3 separate regions of the Mus musculus genome follow, and all the other regions are linked to region 1. Evidence: chromatin contacts called from public targeted proximity ligation data. All regions are on one chromosome and are shown on one strand. The core of a region is the stretch at or near the end of the contact, and the rest is flanking DNA. Distances in the headings are between cores, read along the strand shown.

Region 1 (4,310 bases), core at 763-3,262:
CCAAATTTACTTTTATGCCTGTGCTTCAGAGGTTTGATGTCAGCGATGTAGACCAAAAGAAACCAATGACTGCAGACGCTCAGCTTTGAGAAGCCAGTCCACCTGCCTCAGCTATGTGGCTTTGCACAAGTGATTTAACCTCTCTGAGCCCAATACCCTGATTTATAAAGAGCTAGCACATATTGGACCCTGACTCACGGCTGTTGTGGGTGGAGGTGAATGAAATACAACATCAATGCACTCATCCCAGAGCTTGCCCCCTGCCGAGACAGCAGTACTGCAGCGTGTCCCAGAGGATAGCCAATGCCCAGCTCCGAGGACACTGAGGGGAGGCCTTTGTTCTCCAACAGCTGAGGCAAATGGAAGGAAATTTAATTTCATCATAATGTTGCAAGAAGACACACCTGAGAGTCAAGGTCCCTGTTTCCATTACCTCCCAGCTGACATAAACTCTAAGAGAAATCTGTTACCAAGATCAATTCAAAAGAAACTGTGGTGATTTTGGTAAAGATTATTAGAACCTTCCACGGCCATGTCTTCAATGCTCCCCTGTCAGAGTCAAGAGTTCTTGACTTTAAAACGAGACTGAAAACCTAGGGACTATTTAATTTCTTCTCTTCCCTCTTCGTGTTTCCTTTGCCCTGAGCTCTGTCCCAGCTTTATTGTTTACCTTTTCTATGAGCACATACATGCACTTGCGCTTGTTTGCATGCATGTATGTGCATGCATGTGCAAACACACACACACACACACGTACATCTTCTCTCTGCTTTTACTTTTTCCTTTTTTTCTCTTTGGTTTTCCCATTTCCACATTGAGTTCTGTGTGGCAGACACGTTGACTCCATTTGCACATAAAACATGAAGGGTCTTTCAGAAGGCACAGGCACCTAAGAGCTCAGAACTCCTCAGCCTCGGTCAGCGTGGTCAACCATCTCTGTGTTTTAACAGTCATTTTCTGAAAACTCTCACAGCCAAAGGGCAGCAGATGGGTCTAATGTCTAGAGGGTGTTCAGTGAAATCTGCAGGGAGTTGGGAGGGTGAGCTTGCTAGTCTTCTGGGTACCTCTCCCTGTCTCCTCTAAGTGCTACCAGAAGAGGTAGGTCAGCTGTCACCACAGCTTTGATTTCTCAAAAGCAGCCAGCATCTCATTTGTATGAAGAACTTCCTAATCTTTAAGGTGTTTGCAGGTAAAACAGCACAGGATCTACCACCCCAGGTCTCCCTATTGACAAACCTCGGTTGCTCAAAAACAAAACAAAAAAACCTTCCAAACTATAAAACAGATGCAAGCACTTGGGCTTTGTATTCTTTCTAGATTTTAATGGTTTTCATTTAAGCCTAGAGCATTCTCTTAAGAGTTTAGCTATGTGGAAAGGTACCGGGTTACCTCATGGTTTCTCATCTTTTGAGGACTTTGGTTTATTGAGAGACTAGCCCCAAACTCCTGATCATTCTGTCTCCACCGCACCCACACGGAGGTTCCAGGCATGCACCACCATTCCTGAGTTGGTCACTTATCATCCTAGTCTCCCTGCCTATTCTCAACAGGTCTCTCTGGTGCTGGGAAAACAACCATAAGCTTTGCTTTGGAAGAGTACCTTGTATCTCACGCCATCCCATGTTACTCTCTGGATGGGGACAATGTCCGTCATGGCCTTAATAAGAACCTGGGATTCTCTGCGGGGGACCGAGAAGAGAATATCCGCCGGATCGCGGAGGTGGCCAGGCTCTTTGCCGACGCCGGCCTGGTTTGCATCACCAGCTTTATCTCTCCTTTTGCAAAGGTAAAAGATTTGGCCCAGGGCGGGAGCTGGTATCCTCGAGTCCTCCCTGGGCTGTGGCCCTCGGCCAGTGGAGCGGGGTGGGGATGGGGGGCGGGGGAGTGGGAGGTGGGGTGGGGGTGGGGGATCAGAAAGTCACCAGACTTTCACTTTCCCATCCATTCCCTCTCTCCTTTCGGGTCATCTCATTTCCTCTATTGGTTATGTAAAGAGAGTTGCCTCACTGCCAGAAGCCAGTGCCCCCAGTTGACATGAGGCCGTTATGGGTGACAGTCACCAGGGACATGTGGTCAGAGTTGAAAGAGTTGAGCAAGAACTTCCCAGTCTGTAATTTCGATCGTCTGAACAAGAATATTTAGCTAGCCCAAGCAGAGCAAGTCCACTGCACAACACGGGCTTCTGTGGGCTTAGAGGGGACAGAACTGACCGGGGCATCCCTGCTCCGGTCTAAAGCAGGATATTTCTAGCAAATCCTTGCTGTGTTAAGAGCTCAGCCCTGCTCTTAGGGGAAGTTGTGTTCGGCAGTTCCCTTCAGGCAGTGTGCCTATGAGAGGGACATCTCTGGGCTTGGTGAAAGGACTCTGTCAGTTATTCACCTCCTCCTGTTACCCCAAGGGTATTAACTTCAAGAGTACACGGTGTTTTGCCATGAAGAATCTCATTAGGAAATTTTGTCCTAATCCATTTTTCCCTTATAACAAAATACCAGACGTGGTGACTTATAAAGATTAGAGGTTTATTCTGCGCATGACTTTGGAGGCTGCAGAACCCAAGAACATGTTATCAGCACTTTTGTTGACTGATAAGAACCTCATACCGCATTTTATGCAAAAAAGAGCAAGTGTCAGGCTCACTCAGGCCTGGCCCTCCCCTTCCAAGCTGTCCTTGAATCTCTTCATCCTGCTTCTACTTTCCTGGTGCTGGGTTTATGGGCATACCCCTCCACTCTTGCTCTCTTTTTATATTTTTAAACACACGATCTTTCAGGATCGTGAGAATGCCCGAAAAATCCACGAATCAGCAGGACTCCCGTTCTTTGAGATCTTTGTAGATGCGCCTTTAAATATCTGTGAAAGCCGAGACGTAAAAGGACTCTACAAACGAGCCCGAGCAGGAGAGATTAAAGGTATGAAAGTAGCCAGCAGCGCCTCTGAAAGTTACTGACCCTGCCAGTCTTCTGATTCTGTCTTTAGAAATCTGTCTGAAGCTACACACTCTGTCCCGGCTGCAGAAAGCACACGCTCAGTGTGTTCAGAATGGTCGTGGCCTTTTAGGATTATCTTTGAAGGAACTGTCACCTCAGGCAGAAGGAGTGGCATTCAGAGAAAGCAGACAGATAGATGAATTCAGACTTAGGAATGAGTCTCGCAGAATTTCTTCCTTCCTTCCCTTTTGTATTCTAATCAGCAGCAGCAGGCTTGGTTTCTGCCGGGTGTCATTACTAACACAAGGCTTTCCATACTGAAAATACAGCTGTATCTTTCTTATCTACACTTTCTTATCTACAGCAGGGAGTCAAGGATGGACTGTTCAAAGTCTTAGTTACAAATCACATTTTCAGCTTAACACATTAGTGCATTCTATGTTGTGCCTCTTGGGTTGACAGCATTCTTCCACAGACACAGATATGATTTAGATCTTATACTCCGCAGGGTTTACAGGCATCGATTCTGACTATGAGAAACCTGAAACTCCAGAGTGTGTGCTGAAGACCAACCTGTCTTCAGTAAGCGACTGTGTGCAACAGGTGGTGGAACTTTTGCAGGAGCAGGTAGGAGGGTGGTTCTTGCCAGTGTGTTCAGTGTGTGTGTGTGTGTGTGTGTGTGTGTGTGCGTGTGCATGTGTGTGTGCATGTGTGTGTGCGTGTGCATGTGTGTGTGTTGAAAGATAATCTGAGTTTCTTTATTCCCTGGCCAATCTCAGTAACTATTGCCAATTTCGTTTCCCACAGAACATTGTACCCCACACCACCATCAAAGGCATCCACGAACTCTTTGTGCCAGAAAACAAAGTCGATCAAATCCGAGCTGAGGCAGAGACTCTCCCATCACTACCAATTACCAAGGTAGGAGAATACAGACTGGTCAGAGACTCAGGCTTCTTAGAATCTAACATTATAAACTATTATACAATTTTTCTTTAAAACTACCTTCAGTGTGTGTGTGTGTGTGTGTGTGTGTGTGTGCACGCACGTGTGATATACTATACTTCATGAGTGGAGTCAGGACAGCATGTAGCAGTCAGTTTCCTTCTTCCTTTCACCATGTATGGGGATTGAACTCAAGTTATCAGGCTTGGTGGCAAGCACCTTCAGCCCCTGAGGCATCTCGTAGGCCCGACAATTCCTTTGACCATAAGAAATATTGAGTAAAGGTGAGTCTATGAAGACATTCCCCACCCCCTCACCCTGCAAATGTATTTGCATAGGACAATTTGCATAGCTCCCCTGCACCTTCATTCCTGCTGAAATGAAATTCCAGGGATCATTTGTTAGCAATGGCTGAGAAGTTTGTCCAGAATGTAAGTG
Region 2 (4,310 bases), core at 862-3,361, 670 kb before region 1:
GTCCCTGGGGAAGGAGGGAGTAGAGAGAAGGGAAAGGGAAAGAATAGTGGGAGAGGGAGAGGGGGAGGAGAAAGAGGAGGAGAAGGGGAGGGAGGAGTGTAAAAGCAGAGAGGAAATAATAACAACAGTTTAGAGAAATTAAGTACCTTACCAAGAATCACATAGACAGTGGTACAAGCAAGCTTTGATCCCAGTAACGCAGAATCCAGAGCTGAGAGCTGAGGGTTTTTTTTTAACAATCTGAGTGTCTACAGAGGGGAGCCCCCTCATACCTCCCTTAAGAGGAACTGCTACCAAGAGCACCAGAGGATCTAACCCATCTTTCAAGAGAGGTTCACACTGACCCTAGTCAAGGAGTTAACACAGCAGAAACATTGGGACCAGGTCACTCTTGACCAACACAGACTCCTTCATCAAGGTGGTTTCTTAAGAATCACCTCTGGATTCCATCAAAGACTTTCTCAAGACGCTGGGGTCTAGGGACATTCTTCTCAATTATTCCTCCCTCACCTCTGGCTTTGCACCTATCTCACCTCTGTTGCAGCCTTCAAACTCCCCAACCTGTTTCTTCTTCTCCCTCACAGGTTCTGTCCCCCGAGGCATTTCTCTTATTGCGTCTACACCCATCTTGCCAATTAATTCCTGAAAGCCACAGGTGGAAGCCGAAGTGATCAGAGAACATGGACAACACAATAAGACACATCTGCCTCCTCTGCCACCCACCTGCTAGGAGGACCTGGCCCACAGAGAAAGAGGAGCACAGCTTGTCCCTCACACAGGTGGCAACCTCCTCACTACCAAAGAGTTCTCTGCTACCAACCTGCAAAGATACCCTGAAGGCAGCAATAACCACAATAATTCAATGTCTCAAGTATTTGAAGAAATTTGGAGACACTCACTTCCTACAAGGATAGCAGCTTTGGGCAGCAGCTATTGAGTTGTATTAATGTCCGAAGGGGAATAATGTAAGTGTGGTTGATGCAAAGCTGCAGGAAATGCAAGATAACCAGAGATACACTGGGGTAGGCAGTTTATGCATGGCTGTGGGAAAGCAGACAAGAGCTGAGACATCCCCGAAATATATTTTACATCATAGGTCAGGCATCCAGCCATTCCTTCCGGGATTATCTGTTCTTTTATATTCACTTCTTACTGACAAAGCTCATAATATGTGGTCTCTTCGGGACAGTATGTTTGAAAGTGGAATCACAGAGAATTAAAGTGAATTAAATCTCACTTTCATAGCTAAGAAGCCCGGAGCATTGCATAGACATGGGAAGGGACCAGAGGAAATGTGTCTTATACCTTATTCAGAATCTCTCAGGAAGCTTAGCAATTCAGATCAGGGGTACAATGATTGCCCAGCATGCAAAAACCACTGGGTTCATCCTTACTGCTACAGAAACTTTTTTCTAAGAAAGAAAATGAGAAAAAAAGAGAGAGAAAAGATAGAGGAGCAAGAGAGATGGAGAGAGGGGAAGAGGGGGAGGAAGGGGAGGAGGGGGAAGAGAGGGAGAGAATGAGAGGAGGGAGAAAGTAAGGGAGAGGGAGACAGAGATAAAGACAGAGAGGGAAGGAGAAAGACAGAGGCAGAGAGAGAGAGAGACACGGAGAGAGAGAAATTTCAAGAGAATGTCCTGGCTTTAGGAGAAGCTAGATGGACTGCTGCTGTGGAGTGAGACATAAGCCACCTTTTTTTCATTCATTACAGGTAGGACACACGATTTCCAACATCCAAGATGAAGTTGCTTATTTCTGTAACATAAGCTTTTGTGTTGTCCCTCTGATCAGCTGTGTGGCATGACAGGAGCAAACTGGTCCTACAAACCAGACATGCCGTCTCTTTCATTCCAGCCTACATTTTCTAACTGTGCCTTTTGCACCCAGCTGTCCACTCTCCCAACTCCAGTCTCCTCTTCTTGTGAAGTAGAGATAGAAATCAGGAGGTTGCCATGAGGTATAGACCAGGGCACACATGCAGAATACACAACTGCCTACCTGGCAAGACAGAGACAATGGTTGGAAATGCTTTGAAAACAAATCGTCCCAGTCCAGCTACATTTAAGGGACACTAAATTAGAAAAGGTTACTTAGACGTGTGGCTTTCAGTTCCTCAAACCCTGTGTGATCTCAGCATGTGATGTAAATCCGAGAGACAGACAGAGAGAGACAGAGACAGAGACAGAGACAGACAAAGAGAGAGACAGAGAGCCTGAGTAGAATCTAATTCCTAGAGTTCTTGGATCATTGTGTGTTTCTTTTTTCATGGTACCAACATCAACAATGGCATGAAATGCCAACTTGAAATAAAAACGTAACCAATATTGCTGTCCTCCCTTCTCCCACGCGGACTTCATCATCTCCTGAACAGCATTCAAACAATGTGCCTTAGTTCTGTAATTTGAAAGACATCAGAAGTGAGGTTTTGAGTTTTTAACCTTCAGGGTTTTTTTTTTTATTTATTTAAAACACTAATTCTAAGAAAAGAAACAAATGATTTAATGTACATTGTCAGCATGCATGATTATACTCTACACTAAATTAAAAATAACAGTGAGACCTTCTCAGAAGGGTTCAATCAAAACATTGCCTTGCAAATAAACTAGATTATGATATGCAAAAATGCGCTTTTCAGAAAAAAAAAACGATATCCTCCAGGGTCCCCATGTGCACGTCAAAGCCTCTATACACTTCCTTTCTGGCTCAGTAGGTGGCGCTGCAGATCCAGCAAAGGGAGAGTTCGCTTGTGTGCAGGCATTGCACCCTAGCTAGGGTGAATGTGTCTCTTTTCTCTGCCCTCTCCTGAGCAGAGGTGTCTGCCTGCTGAGAGAGAAGCTGGTTAGTTTGTTGGAGTAGGACATGGGGTCATGCAGTCTACGGAATGGTTTTCTGTCCCTCCTGGAAATTCTATTCCTATATCTGACCCATTTGAAATCCAGCATTTGTAACTTTAATAATGTCTTTCATATTTATATGTCTTTGTTTCCACTGTATAGATAGTGATAAAAAACCAGGGGGGAAAAAAACTTAACAAGATAAAATTTTATTTTTAAAATGTTTCTAGTATTAGAAAAACGGATCTTATACATGTGCCATTAAACTTGTGTCTCAAAAAGGTTATTTACACAATGCCATGGATGGAGAAGGACAACCTAACTCAGGCCTTGCCCACGTGAAACAATGTTCTCCCATCACAGCCATTGTTCCCACAGACCCAAGCACCATCCCTCAACCCTTTTAATTCCCGTCTACAAGCAGCTGCTGTATGTCTGTCAAGAAAACCACGAAAGATGAAACCTATTTACAATACCTGCCATAGACTTGCAAGGTCAAATCCTAGACAAGACTCAGAGCTTTGAAGAAGCATCCAAGGTGTAGGTTTATGTCCTAGTTATGGCTTCTATTGCTGTGATAGAGACCACAGCCAAAAGCTAGTTGGGGTTGGGAAAGGGATGAGTTTACTTCATCCTATGCTTCTGCATCATAGCCCATCATCAAGGATGGGCTTTTAGGCAATTGGTATTCTGTGGCATGCAGGGAGTAACAGGTGCCACCATGTTGGCTCAAATGTAAGTTTCACAACAGTACAAATGAAAAGAGTAATCACTGGAAGTGAGCTATCACAGCCCACTATAACACAGAGAAGCAGACTCAAAATCCGCAAGAGCAACTAGAACCGCAATCAAATCAATGGTGATTTAATTTCAGCAATACGGACTCATGCATCCCTTTAAATAATTATTATTTGAGTCTCTCTGGCTTGTGGTTTTTCACGGTGTATTAATATTTTAAACTTATTTATACTTACATAAGATTATGAAATAAAACAAATTTTTGCCTAATTTCTTTCCATACACTTAATAACACTTAATGGAGAGAGAGTGTATCAGAAAACATGATACTTGTGAGGACTATTTCTTTTCCACTTAATTTCCATGGCAGTCATCACTCAAGGTTAACATCCCACATTTCACTTGGGAGCTAGCCACAGATGCTGGGGTCTAAGGTCCAAGGTCCCATCCTCACTGGAGCTGCCCCGAGCCATCTGTCTACTTTTACCACACAGCTGGCTGAGCATCCATATCACCAAATGTCATCTAGGACCCCAACTTATTTTCACACATTTTAGATCTCTAGAGATATGCTGCCTCACCTGTGTGTAGTTCTGGCCCACCATGGCATTGAAAAGAACACCTTTCTGCTTAGAAAGCCAAATTCAACCTCAAGACAAATCAAGGCTTAGACAAACTATGAAGAAGCCATATAACTTAGACTCTTCTTACGGAGAAGCACCAAAGATGGAACAGAAA
Region 3 (4,310 bases), core at 755-3,254, 640 kb before region 1:
TGCTGTTATTTATTGCTTGTTTGGACATAAGACAATTCTAAGGAAATTACAGAAAATTAAACTTATCTCATTTCTAGACATAATATGTGTGTGTGTGTAATATATAATAAAAGCAAAAAAAGATATGTCTTATAATAAATTATTAACAATAATAACTCTAAAATAGGTTTATGGGAAGAGAGGCACTTGCATGTTCTGTTTTCTAAATATGCTGTTTGTTTTTACATTGGCCATATGTTTTTCAAGATTAATAAATAAACATTTTATTGTGCCAAGAGTAAAGAACATGAAAATGGATAATTAATGTAAAATAACAAACAGCAGATGGGCCAGAACCTCAGGGCAGGCTCCAGTGTGTGATCCCATCTTAACACAAGAGTTGGGGAGCAATGCTGGAGGGGTTAGAAAGTCCCCCAAAAGGCAGGGAAACCATGTCCTTTTTTTTTTTTTTTTGGCCCTTTCAATAAGTTAACAAACTTAGTAAGTTCTAAATTTAAATATGTAAATGAGAATGTCTCTGAATTTATAACTTCTGGGGAAGCAGTGTAGTCATGGAGGAGTTATTCTATATGTGGCACTAGAAGAAGTTGATTAAATCTTCATGGGCTCTGATCTCTACATCCAATTCCACCCTAGCTGTACCCACTGAACATTTTCCCACCTCCACAAATAAAGAAAAAGAAAAAAAACCTGATATATGTTTGGATGTGCGATGTCTCCTGTAAAATGAAGGGAAACTTGGTATAAACGTGGAAGACAGCGATGCTCACCTGGTTCTCTGCTGAATTCTTTGGGTTAGCGCCTACAAATATAACTTCAACCACTTCTCCCTGGAAATAAAAACGGCATTGAATTAAGTCTAGATTAAGCCTCTCTATTCAGATTGGAAGCACTGTCTGCGCTATGTTCCAACACCCTAGATGCTGTACACATTCCACACTATTTCATTAAGCGATTCCCTCTAAGTTTGTTAAGAATTAGATCCAAAGAATTTGACTTTGGCAGTATACTGGCTAGTTTTGTGTCAACTTGACACAGCTGGAGTTATCACAGAGAAAGGAGCTTCAGTTGAGGAAATGCCTCCATGAGATCCAGCTGTAAGGCATTTTCTCAATTAGTGATCAAGGGGGAAAGGCCCCTTGTGGGTGGTGCCATCTCTGGGCTGGTAGTCTTGGTTCTATAAGAGAGCAGGCTGAGCAAGCCAGGGGAAGCAAGCCAGTAAAGAACATCCCTCCATGGCCTCTGCATCAGCTCCTGCTTCCTGACCTGCTTGAGTTCCAGTCCTGACTTCTTTCAGTGATGAACAGCAATGTAGAAATGTAAGCTTGCTTCTTGGTCATGATGTTTGTGCAGGAATAGAAACCCTGACTAAGACAGGCAGATTCTAACAAATTAAGATCCAGAGCTATAATTTTCAATGTGACAACACGTGAAAATGGCTTCAACTTATATTGCAGAGAGAGCCCTGTCTTAAAATAGACACATAGACCACAGAGGAATCAGAAGTAAACACACACAACTAGAGTCACCCAATCATTGACAAAGGTGTCAACATATTAACTGGAGAAAAGGCAGCCTCAAAAGACCTCCAACAGCACAGGAAATAATCCCAAAACTAACAAATGAGATTGCAGGAAATTAGAAAGTTTCTTCTGTACAGCAAAGAAAACCATCCACAGAGTAAAGAGGCATTTACAGGATGCAACAAATCTTTGCCAACTGTATAGCTATCTTAGTTTCTTTTCCTATTCCTATGATAAAATAATGGGACAGAAACAGCCTTAGGGAGAAAGAGCCTGCTCTGGCTCACAATTCACTCTGAGGTTCCTTAAAGATTTATTTCATTTTTAATTGTGAGTGTGTGTGTGTGTGTGTGTGTGTGTGTGTGTGTGTCTGCCTACCTGTCTGCCTGTCTATTTGTCTGTCCCTCTGCATGTGAGTAGGTGCCTACAGAGGCTAGATGCCTTCAGTTCCTCTGGAACTGGAGTTATAAGTGGCTGTGAGTCACCAGTCATGGGTGCTGGAAACCAAACTCATGGCCCCTAGAAGAGAAGTGCACACTCCTCACTGCTGTATCTTCGCTTCAACCCCTCTCTTTCTTCATTTTATACAGACCTGGATCCTCTTCCCCCAAAATGTTCATGCCTACCATCGAGATTGACAGTGTGTCAAACTGCTTTCAAGAACACTGATGTAAGTAAGCATAGACAAGTGCTTCTCTTAGTTTTAATCAGAGAAGCCTCTCTATACAATGACTGGTGTATGGCAAAGTCTTGGCTGCTCAAGGTGCTGAGACAAAAACAAAAACAACAAAACAAAATAAAACAAAACAAACAAACAAAACAAAAACAAAAAACAAACAAACAAAAAAAGAAACAGCTGAGTTCTTAGCTGTAAAGAGGATATTTATACCTTTCCCAGGAAGGTTCATGTAATATTGCAGAAGGAGTGGTAGAAAGAATGTAAGAGCCAGAAGATAGGGAAGAGACTGTGGAATGCTATTTTCAGGGTATGACATAGCCATTGCAATGTGGACTTGTGAGCCGCACTGGACCTGCACAAGACTGGACCTGCCAACTGTCAATTGAGAAATGGGTGGGTTCTCACAGGGCCCACGCATTCCTTCTAAACCAGTGGCTATTTATTTATTGACTGGGTGATGATCAGTCTTTATCTTCAGATATATACCCACTGGCGTGTCCAACAGGATCTGTTGTCTAATTCTATATCCATGATCACATAGATGGTGCTAATTAAACTCAGTGGGACATCAAACAACAACAACAAAAAACACACAAGCATAGGAAAGGACCTTCAGGGAGGGGCACCATGGGCATGAGTGGGAAGGAGATAAGAGCTGTGACAAAAGGATGAACCATCTAGAGACTGCCATATCTAGGGATCCACCCCATAATCAGCTTCCAAACGCTGACACCATTGCATACACTAGCAAGATTTTGCTGAAAGAACCCAGATATAGCTGTCTCTTGAGAGACTATGCTGGGGCCTAGCAAACACAGAAGTGGATGCTCACAGTCAGCTATTGGATGGATCACAGGGCTCCCAATGGAGGAGCTAGAGAAAGTACCCAAGGAGCTAAAGGGACCTGCAACCCTATAGATGGAACAACTTTATGAACTAACCAGTACCCCGGAGCTCTTGACTCTAGCTACATGTGTATCAAAAGATGGCCTAATCAGCCATCACTGGAAAGAGAGGCCCATTGGACACACAAACTTTATATGCCCCAGTACAGGGGAACGCCAGGGCCAAAAAATGGGAATGGATGGGTAGGGAAGTGGGGGGGGAGGGTATGGGGGACTTTTGGGATAGCATTGGAAATGTAATTGAGGAAAATACATGATAAATAAATAAATAAATAAAGAGACAGTGGGGTGTGAACAATTGGAATGCATTCTAGACACATATGAAATTACTGAATAATGAATTTAATTGAAGTAGAAAAGCTTGTAGAACTATATGCCTCAATGATAAACTTTACCGGGAATTATACCACACTAGTCTCTCCTAAAATACATGTCTAGTTCCTATACATACATACATACATACATACATACATACATACATACATACAGTATGTAAGTAAGTTTAAAATCAGAGAAAGAAAAGCTGGGTTTTACATCAATTAACATGATCCAGATGATTTTCCACGGGGATTCACAGAGGCCCATCTCCTAGGTGATTCTAAATTCTTTCAAATTTGACAATTAACATTAGTCATCACGAGATCTGACTCTGTAGTCATATCTAGGCTCTATAGAAGAATTCCAGAAATTAAATACCAAAAATCAAATCATCTAATCAATAAATGAGCTAAAGAGTAGACCAGAATGTTCTGAAAGGAAGAAGGAAAACTGCTCTAGAAATATTGTACTCAATATCATTAGCAGTCAGAGAAATGCATAAAACCACATTGAGATTTTATCTCATGCCAGTTGGACTGGTTACTAAACCAGCAACAGCCACTGCTGGCAAGAATTGGGGGAAGAGAAACCCATCTCACCTGCTATTGGGCATGCACACATAGGCAGCCAATATATAAATCAGTACTGAGACTGCTCAGAAACTAAGGCTGGGGCTATGAGATGATCCAGCTTTACCACCCCTGGACATATACATGAAGGATCCCAAGTCAGCAATGGCCCAGCTTGCTTCTCTATTGCTGTGGTAAATCACTGACCAAAAACTACCTCAGGAAGAAGGGGTTCAAACTTTCACTTCATAGTCCACCATTAGAGCAATTTAGAGTGGAAACTCAAAGCAGCAACCTGGAGTCGGGAACTGAAGCA

What was found.
Region 2: a contact with region 1 is called in a targeted proximity ligation map of bone marrow-derived macrophages, with 6 times the contacts expected there. A contact is called at or near these places in 3 of 484 Hi-C or Micro-C datasets (all in embryonic stem cells), 3 of 130 datasets of targeted methods (bone marrow-derived macrophages, embryonic stem cells and large pre-B cells) and 1 of 9 other capture datasets (embryonic stem cells).
Region 3: a contact with region 1 is called in a targeted proximity ligation map of bone marrow-derived macrophages, with 4 times the contacts expected there. A contact is called at or near these places in 3 of 39 promoter capture datasets (the 3T3-L1 cell line, hippocampal neurons and stem cell-derived epiblast-like cells) and 2 of 130 datasets of targeted methods (bone marrow-derived macrophages and large pre-B cells).

Annotation. Positions count from the first base shown.
Region 1 is chr19:32,635,484-32,639,793 of GRCm38.p6, forward strand. Papss2 (3'-phosphoadenosine 5'-phosphosulfate synthase 2) reads left to right here. Exons shown (of 13, transcript NM_011864.3): 3 at 1,551-1,786; 4 at 2,771-2,909; 5 at 3,436-3,554; 6 at 3,735-3,848. Among named protein-coding and RNA genes, the nearest start is that of Papss2, 18 kb to the left of the region's middle.
Region 2 is chr19:31,969,495-31,973,804 of GRCm38.p6, forward strand. No RefSeq gene overlaps it. Among named protein-coding and RNA genes, the nearest start is that of A1cf, 100 kb to the left of the region's middle.
Region 3 is chr19:31,994,572-31,998,881 of GRCm38.p6, forward strand. Asah2 (N-acylsphingosine amidohydrolase 2) reads right to left here. Exons shown (of 24, transcript NM_018830.1): 22 at 771-830. Among named protein-coding and RNA genes, the nearest start is that of Asah2, 110 kb to the right of the region's middle.